Regions from separate parts of the Mus musculus genome. Here region 1 is linked to region 2. The links are chromatin contacts, called in public Micro-C maps. All regions are on one chromosome and are shown on one strand. Each heading gives the region's core, a stretch centred on a gene start, on an enhancer-like site or on the middle of the called end of the contact. The rest is flanking DNA. Distances are from core to core; before and after follow the strand shown. Region 1 holds the start of Gpc6 (glypican 6). Region 2 has its middle 110 kb from the start of Gm52093.

Region 1 (4,593 bases), core at 1,832-4,331, 150 kb before region 2:
GCTTTGCCCCCAAATAAAAGCCCTTCAGTTATCTCACAATTCATTCTTTTCCTCCCCAACGTGCCTTTGACTCCATGGGACCGTGATCCTGTCCACCAGCATCGTAGGAAGGACACCCACCGGGCTTGAGATAAAGTCCTCAGCTCCTCCTCCATCCTGCTAGAGGTGATTTCAGTGGGGTGGATATATTTCAGGGACTCAGAGCTGTTAACAGTCTGTGATTTTTTTTTTAAACAATGGGGAAGACAAAAAGTATACAAGCAAAGCCCTCTGCAGTTAACTCCTGGACAATGAGTACAGCCACTGAGAATAGTCTCCTGCAAAGTAATTGGTGACTACAGAAATGATTTACAATAGCCATCTGCCCCATAGCCAGGCGCCCGGACGGTGCCGAGGGTCAAGGCAAGTCTCCTGAGAGTCTCAGAATCTACTAAAGAATACCGATGCAATTTAAAAATACTTTGCTGTTTTCTTCTTGAAGATATCTTATCTTCTGAAATCATGTTGGGAAATATGTGTGTTTAAAAGATGCAGTTTTAAAATGGCCAGATTAGAGGAGAAAAAAAACGAGTTCCTAGAAGGGAGCCCAACTCTAAACGTTTTAAAAGTTGAATTTCCTGAGATGTGGTGAGTTAAAAAGGTGAAGCTGATCCTTATCAATTAATTAGAAAGAATGAAATAACAGTAGACAAAGGGAATGGTGGTTAAGAAACTTAAGGAGTTGCAGGAGCACTGCCTTTCTAGTCATTGATTAACAAATTAGGGAGTGCTCAAGTCGGGTGGGCGAAATCCCAGAGACTGAAGAGTAAGTATTCTTATAATTCACTACACTTTCTCAAGCTTACTAGATCCAGGGAACGGAACGCCTAGCTGTGAATTGGGGAGAGGGTGCGGAAGGGGGAAGGGGGCTCCTTCTACATAAAGCACCACGCTGTTTATGATACATAAGCGTGGTTTGTTTTCCTTTTAGTAATACCCAAATTGATAGAAATATAAGTAAAGACCCTCACCCCAGCGTTTCGAAGCCGATCGTCATAAAGCATTAATTCCACAACGTATTAAAAACTAAGATGTTTTACGATATTTGCAAGTGTTTTCCTTTAGTCCACCAGTTCTTTGGAAAAACAGTGTCTGGTGGAGATCTAGCGATCTGAGGTCACATAGGACGACTTCAGCTACCCGGTTTGAGCAGCCCGCGCCCTCACAGCATCCCTAGTCTCCCCTTGGCCTCTTTCAGCTCGGCTCCCTAGCAGCCAAAGGATTATCTGTCCCCGACACGTTTCATTCACAGAGCCCCAAAGAAGCTAGGAGTCGGTTGGCGCTAAGAGCTGGAAAACACACACCCAGGCTGCTCTGCAAGTTGCTGCTCCGGCAGAGGGTGGGGGCTCGAGAGCTCGGGAGGAAGGAATGCTTGTGACCAGGAGAGCCGGAGAACCTGAAGTGCAGACCCCGGAGACGAACGCCCCCATCGGGTCACTTGCTTAAGTTGGCTCCGCGTGCACCAGCCGGCCAGAGCGGGAGGCCATGCTCGGGACCCGGCGCCACGCCGGGTGGCCCGGTTGTCTCCTCAGCCCGAGTGACCAACCGCAGTCCGGGAAGCACTGGGGCACCCTAATGGGAAAGTCCGCCCCAAATCTGAAGCAGACAGAGTACTAAGACACCTCCTCCAACTGCCTCGGGACTCCAACGTGCAGATCCTAGAGACCCGAGCAATGGGTCCCCTTAGTGGCCCGTCCCCAGCCCAGGAGCCGGGCGCCCAGTCCCTGGAAAGGACCTGGAGAGCAGAGAGCTTGAGTAGGGGAATCTCCGCGTCTCTCCACCGCCCCCGCCGGCGCGAAGGCGGGAGTGGAGAAGGCGCCACTCAGACGGTGGCGCTGAGCAAACTGCGGCCGCAGTTCTCCCAAGTTTGCCCCAGCGAGGGGGATGCTATGGGCGCCCGGCTCCGCTTTCTGCCTCCGCTAGCCGTCCTCACTCCACCGTCCTTTGCTCCAGCGGCCGGGCCAGGCTCTAGGCCAGCCACGGAGGTAGCAGGGCGCGGGAGCAAATGCAGGGAGAGAGGGGCGAGGGACGAGGGTGCTCCCGCGTGTGCACACAATGAGGCGGCGGGCACGCACACCTTCCTCCCGCCCGAAAAACGGGATCAGCCTCCGCCGCCTGGATGCAGGGACGCGGGGTCCCTGGGAGGTACCCGCAGAAAGTGAGCACCAACTGAGCAACAGGGGGTAGGGAGAGGGCGCCCCGCCGCCTCTCGGGGCTGCAGCGGGCCCGGGGCCCACGCTTACCTGCGATCTCCTGGTAGGGGATGTCCGCCAGGCTGAATCCCTTGGCACCGTAAGCCTGACGGACCTCGCTGCAGCTCCGAGCCTTCACGTCCGCCGCGGCCGGGAGGGTCAGCAGCAGCCCGGAGAGAGGAAGAATCACAGCCCGGATCCAAGAAGGCATGGTGCAACATGCAAGTCCACCTCGGCAGCCCCCAGCTCCCTGTGCGCTCTTCACCTTGCCCCTCGAGCCGAAAGCCCGCCAGAGCCTGCGGCGCGCTCCTTAGCCGCTGCCCAGCGTCACCCCCTTCCGCCAGCCGAGGGGACGAGCCGCGCAGACCTCTGGACTGCACTCAGCAAACTTTTATAAGCCAGATGGAGGATGGCAAGCCAACCAGGGCTGCCTTGGGAAGGCTGCCGGCTCCGCTAGCCACTCCGGTAGAAAATCGTTGGAGAAAGAGGAGAAAAGAGGAAAAGGCAAAGAAATGTCTTTTTTTTTTTTTAAACACCACAGTAGGGGTGTTCAGCCCTGCGGTCCGAGTTCCGAGCCGCAGAGTCGTGGAGCGCTGCGAGCTCGCCTATCCAGTGTGCGCGACGAAGGTGGGACCGCGCGCCGGCTCCCCCCACCCCGAGGGAGATGGACAGGCCGGCGCGAGTGTGAGCGCGCGTGTTTGTGGGTGTGAACGCGGGGCTCTCGGGGAGGTGTGTGCGTGGAGGTATGTGATGGAGATGTACGGGATCGAGGGGAAACCTCAGCTTCACATAGACTGAGGGAGCCAGTGAGAGTCTTCTTGAAATGGGAAGAGAGAAAATCCTGGAGACTGACACAGGAGGCAAGAGGGAAGGAGAAAGGAGGGGAGGGAGAGAGGGAGAAACGTGCTACCCAGTGCACAGCCGAAATTCAGAGGCAGAGTCGGCCGCAAAACCTGGAATGGATCGCGAGCCACTAGGCAGGAGGGGAAAGATTACCAGCAAAAGGTCCCTATTTTCTCAATCACTTTATGGCCTCCACACACTTCCGAGATGTTCCCTTTCCTGATATAAACAAACCACCAAAAAAGACAAAGTGTTTGAGGAGAGTAAATGTTATCACGCTATATTTTTCTGGAGATAAAGAATATTGCATTTCCAATTGTTGCTCTTGCCCCAGTGTACCTAACACAAAGCCAGGGAAGAAATGAGCAGAAAAGAAACCTAGGAACGGGGCCAAAGCCACCTCTCTAGGTGGTAGCTGCTTTCGGCTCATCTTAATGTTTTGTTTTGTTTTGTTTTTTCCTAAGAACAGATAGAGGGCCATAGGTCTTTACTCCTCTCCTGTCGGCTCTCTCTCTCTCTCTCTCTCTCTCTCTCTCACACACACACACACACACACACATACACACAAAGAGGGAAGGAGAGAGAGAGAGAGAGAGAGAGAGAGAGAGAGAGAGAGAGAGAGAGAGAGGTTCCACCTACAAAACACTGGATTCTTAAATCACTAGGCTTAGGGCATGTGAAGATAAAACAATGGCTGCTGGCCATGCAAGAAACAGGACCCCAGGAGGGACAAGGTGTTGTAATCTTCTCTCATCAGATTCTCTCAAACACTATAACCTTAACATTTTCTCCCAAGTTCTCAGAAGTCTGTGAAATGGGATGCAAGTGAAAATTCGGGTTTAACCAACTTCCTGAGCCTTTCTTCACGCTAATGAGCACAGAGATCAAATATACTTAAGTCTGCCCTGAAACCCACAGCTCCTGAAACTAACCAATCAGAAAAAGAAGAAAAGAAATGCTATCCAGTAGTGAGGCCTTGTGGACACTGGTCTCCCAGTTCCTGAGAAGTCAGTACAGGGTCAGGCCTAGTTCTGTAGTACTGAAGTATAAATCTGCAGGATGCTGGTTTCCTGATGACTGGTGACCAGAGCGACTCCTGGAGCCTAAATCCTTGCATTTGCCTCTATCCTAGGCACCTTCGTTACTGTCGGAATTGTTCAGCACATCTTCTTTTCCAAGAACTCCTCTTTAGCCCGTCATCCTCCTTATAGAGTGATAGAGTGCTTGCTTGTCGCATCTTCAAAAGTTCATACAAAATGCTAGCGCTCAGGGAACAGAAAGAAGTCTAGTCTAGTTGAGGAGCTTTAAGCCATTTGCAGTCAGTCTCCAAGGAGGTAGTCAGGGGGCTGAAGGGATAGATGGCTCAGCAGTTAAGATCACATGTTGTTCTTGAGAGGACAAGAGTTTGATTCTCAGCTCCCCAACAATATGGCTCACAAACAAACTCCTGTAATTCCAGTTCCAGAGATATCTGACCCCTCTGGCCTCTGGAAACACATACACACACACACACACACAC
Region 2 (4,652 bases), core at 33-2,532:
TTTAAGATAGTTGTATTCCTTCTTTGGATCAATTTTTATGTACCATAATGTGTTCAGAGGTAAGCCATGTTGTATCATGTATCAACTTCTCCTTTTTAAAGTGGACTGATAATCATTGTACACATTTGCTACATTTTGTTTATTTATTCAATGATCAGTGGATATGTGGATTGCTCCTAACTTTTGAAATGTAATGCTGCTCTGAATGTATGTGTAAACTAACTATTTTAAATTCTGCTTTAAGTCTTATAGCATTCTTGCTTTATCTTTCTGAGAAACTGCTAGACTATGAGATGTTTGAAGGATTCAAATGTTGTAATTGACAACACTAGATATCATAATTTATTTATCTTTATGTGTATGACAATAAAGCAGTTGTCCATATCTATGTGAATTGCACCATGAGCTTGCAGTGCTTGTAGTGGCTGAAGAGACCTGAAACCAAAGAAATTGTAAATACAGAAAGGTATGAGCTAACAGGAGGGTGCTGGGAACTTAATCCAGTCTTCTGTATGAGTAGCAAGCATTTCTAGCCACTGACCCAATTCCTCAGTCATTATTTAATATTATTATTAGTAGTACTATTTGTATAATATATAAGTATCATAATAGTGTTCAGATGTTTCTATTTGTGTGATTTTTTTGAGTCACATTGTACCAAATATTAATGTTTTTGAGCACAAGAGTCTCCGGCTGCTGTTATTCATAGATTATCTGTAGAGAAATGCATATCCCCATTCCTTGTTCATTTGTTAACTGGATCACAATGTGTCATTGAGTTGTATGTGTTCTTTTCATAGTAAAGGATTTGCCTTCACTTCAAATACTTAGAAGTATTTCCTCCCATTTCTACTCACTCTTGCCATTGAATACACACTTTGATGCAAAAAAATTTCAGTTAGCCCAGTGTATCTATTTTCCCTTTTGTTATCATTACTTTTGTTATCTGACCCAGGATGTAAGTGCTGAGTCTGGAGTCAGAAAGAACACCGTGACATTTGTATTCTTTGCAAGAAGTAGAACTCGTAAACGGCTTCCTTGTAGAGTGACAGAAATTTTTGTTATAACCACCAGGCCAGTCTTCATGAAGTTTACCCTATGGCAATCCCCTAATCTTTATGAGGATAATTCATTGTAAATACTGGAGTTGTATGTCTATTTCCATCCCTTCTCCAGGCGTGTCTTCCAGAGCTATTTCTGCCCTGGTTCTTGTGGTCTTTGCACACTATACACTTCAATTCTCTTCTAATTTTCCAAGGGCAAGTATTGCTATTTTCATCACAGCTATGCCTTTTTTTTTCCCTTTGCAAAAAAAAAATGTACCACATGATGCTGTATAGTGGTTAAAACCACAGTGCAGTTTAAATCCAATATCTGTCACTATGTCAGGGCTCTTTATCTGTGGTGTTCACTCTTTGGCACACACTAAGAGCCGAATAAGTGCCTAGTGAATTAATGCTGACACAAAGTGGGTATGCTACCTAATTCATAGAAACGTTATGAAAATATAGACAAACATCATCAATCTCATGCATAAAAGTAGAATTATACATTATCATCTAGGTTTTGAGAGGTTTAAAGAGGAATTAGAAGATTTTTAGTTCTGACAATCCTTAGCGATAACAGGTCTCCTTTAGGGATACCCACCAGCTATTTGTTATGAAATATCAGTGACCTTCAGGTTCCAGGAACTCTTGACTAACAACTCTTGTATCTGTGTGACTTTGTTAGAAGAAAACTCTGTGAGAGTCTTACTTACACTCATGTCAAGGAGACAGAGGCAGATAAACACAGAAGGACAGAAGGAAGCATGGCTATGCCTGATTGAAGCAAATACAGTTGCCTGCTAGTGTTCCCAAGAAGGAATTCCTAGGAGACTGACTCACCAGATGGAGTTCTGTAGAGACGATGAGCTTGAGCCACCCCTTGATGGACAGCTCAGCATAGATGACAGAGGCGGAAAAGAACAGTGTGCCAGGGTAAGGGACATTGCAAGTTATGTTTAGTCTCTCAATTTGCTTTCATAATGCACAAGTCCTTGAACGTCTTGCAATAGATTTTGTCCTCGATATCCCTGGCCAGTGCCTGGCAAACTCGATAACTTGTTATATAAATGTCTGGTTAGTAAATATTTTAGGGTCTGTAGCCACAAGTGCTCTCTGACATATTCTTCAAAGTTTTTTTTTTTTTTCTCTATTTTACAGTCCTTAAGAATGTTTTAAAAAATTCTGCTTTCAGGCTATATAAAAACTGGCCACAAGCTGGATTTAGCTTAATTTACTGACCACACAAGCCTATCAAAAGCTCAGTGGTTACTTGACAGGAGGTGCATTCTAGGATAATGGCCATGAGAATGAAATCACGTTTCACTTGTATTCTCCGCCGTGCACAATCTCCATGTATTCTATCACACTGGAGAAAACGCATTTCAGTAAATAAAATCGAGGGATGAGACTTCATGTTTGCTGGCTATGTAGAAGGCAGAGAGCATGCTTCATGAGAAGATCACAGGATATTTAAGGTGATATTTCATTGTGTGCCATCCTCTGCTTGCTGGCTCAAGTTAGTATCATAATTGCTATTAATAACTTTACAAATGTGCACCTTGTAGGCACTTAATGGCTACTCCAAGAGTTGAATTTAGGAGGTTCAAACACTTTATGGAGTCTATAATAAAGAAGTTTTATGGCGAATAGTTAAGAAACAAATGTTAGGAGAAGTGCAGATTCTCCTAGTATGTGTCGTAAAGGATGACACTTTATGCTTGCGGCTTAATTCTACAAGCCTCCTGTGTTTATGTTTAAAGAGCTTTCCATCAAATCAAGATACAGAAGCAAGGACATGTAGTGTCCCTTTACTCATCTCTCAATTGATGATTAACAAGGGGATCAGGGCCAGCCTTACAGAAGGCTGATCATTTTGTTGTATGAACCAAATTCCATTTCTTTGTATATTGCAGAAGAAAGAAAGAAAGAAAGAAAGAAAGAAAGAAAGAAAGGAAGGAAGGAAGGAAGGAAGGAAGGAAGGAAGGAAGGAAGAAAGGAAGGAAGGAAGGAAGAAAGGTCTGAATGCTCGGAGTGTTCAGCTGCTTCAGTGCTCATATTCTTAACTAAGCATTATTCTAGATGCTGTAGTGAAGATTGTTTTAAGGGATTAGCAATTTAAATGAGTAGAATCAAAGTTAAGCTGATTGTTGTCTACAGTGTCTACATTGTGCCATGGGGAGCCAATGAACGGGTGTTACCTGAAACATTAACTTCTCAAGAAGAAACCAGCCTGCAGATAGCCTTTGGATTCACTGCCCCCTACTCTCGGAGACTGCATTGTGTGGAAAGTGCACTCATTTCAACAATGACACAACCAATCAACCAAACAACCAACCAATCAACTAGCCAGTTGACCTTCCCTCTCTCCCCTCCCATTCTTTCTTCTTTTCCTTCTTCTCTTCTCTCTCCCCATCAATAGACCTGCACACATCTCTTAGTTTCCCTCCCCCCTTGGAACTCCACCTGCAACCAGAGAATGGCATTCCATGAAGTATCACTTTAAATATCCTGCACACGGTGATCTTCTCCATGAAGCACTCCCTGCTTTCTACACAACCAGTACATATCTATGTTTGTGTGTTTGCATGCTTGTATGTGTTTAACATTCTGAGTGTATGGTGTCTGACTTGGAAGATAGCTGTGTGACAGATTATATAGGTAATTTTTAAGCCATGGAAGGGTGAGCAGGCAGTAGGAAGATTCTCAGTGCAATTGAAATCAAAGCCTTTTGACCGAAAACCTGAATTGATTAAGCTTTGGGAAAATGAAAACAAGCCACTTGTTCAGTTTTCACTAGACACAGTCAAAGTTCCAGGGACAAATGCAGGGATATCAGAAGCTTAGACACTATGTTGGTTGTTACTCATTGGGTGGAGCTAAGTGGGCTCCTAGGCTCCTGGGGTACTTGAAGCAGGGGGCTATTTCTTTAGACAGTTCTTTTAGTCAAGATGGTTGACTCAAAGCCCCCCAAGAAAATAAAATTTATAGGAATTTCTCCCTATACTTATACTTTTAGCTTTAATCCATGACACAGATTATTCATTAATGGCCATGATCATGGACTAAATTAGAGGCCATTCTAGTAAACTTCTACCTCAATTTATTAATGAAATCCTATGTTCTATTTTTTTTTTTGATGTGGCTCCTGAATGAATCAAAAAGTTTCCTTGAGAAATATAGTTTCATGGGGTTCATTGTTTACTTCTAAGACATGAAAAGAATAGTTTTGAAGGCATGGAGGGGGGGAGAGAATCTGAATAGCCAACTACTCAGGATGTGTGTAGCTTCAAGGAAAAACCAGAGAAAGGGAGACTAGAAAGGTGACATCAAATATGAGAGGGACATGTGACTTTTAGAAGATGAGGCAGAGATGGAAGCAGTGGTGATGGAGGCAGGATAGACAGATGCAGCATGGGCAATGGTGCCCCTCAAATATCAACCATGTACAACCATGAAATCTCCTGTTATGAAGGAGAGGAAGTGGTGTTTCATTGTTTCCTTCCATACTCTCACTGTGATCACAAATCTCTATCCTTGCTTCTCTTTCATGGAATTTACATTTAAAAAAGAGATTATCTTTTTTTTTATTAGGTATTTTCCTCATTT

Evidence for each region. A called contact is a pair of places that touch in the nucleus more often than the background predicts.
Region 1: a contact with region 2 is called in a Micro-C map of granulosa cells, with 1.8 times the contacts expected there. The contact joins the promoter of Gpc6 here to the enhancer-like site in region 2. A contact is called at or near these places in 2 of 484 Hi-C or Micro-C datasets (embryonic fibroblasts and granulosa cells) and 1 of 115 datasets of contacts at active chromatin or transcription factors (stem cell-derived neural progenitor cells).

What each region holds. Positions count from the first base shown.
Region 1 is chr14:116,923,785-116,928,377 of GRCm38.p6, reverse strand. Gpc6 (glypican 6) reads right to left here and starts at 3,081. Exons shown (of 9, transcript NM_011821.3): 1 at 2,283-3,081. The coding sequence starts at 2,442.
Region 2 is chr14:116,768,556-116,773,207 of GRCm38.p6, reverse strand. No RefSeq gene overlaps it. Among named protein-coding and RNA genes, the nearest start is that of Gm52093, 110 kb to the left of the region's middle. Within about 2 kb of position 1,282, at least 1 of the 459 cell types and tissues checked has an H3K27ac peak or open chromatin away from gene starts, as enhancers often do. A contact at or near this core is called in granulosa cells, where this site is marked.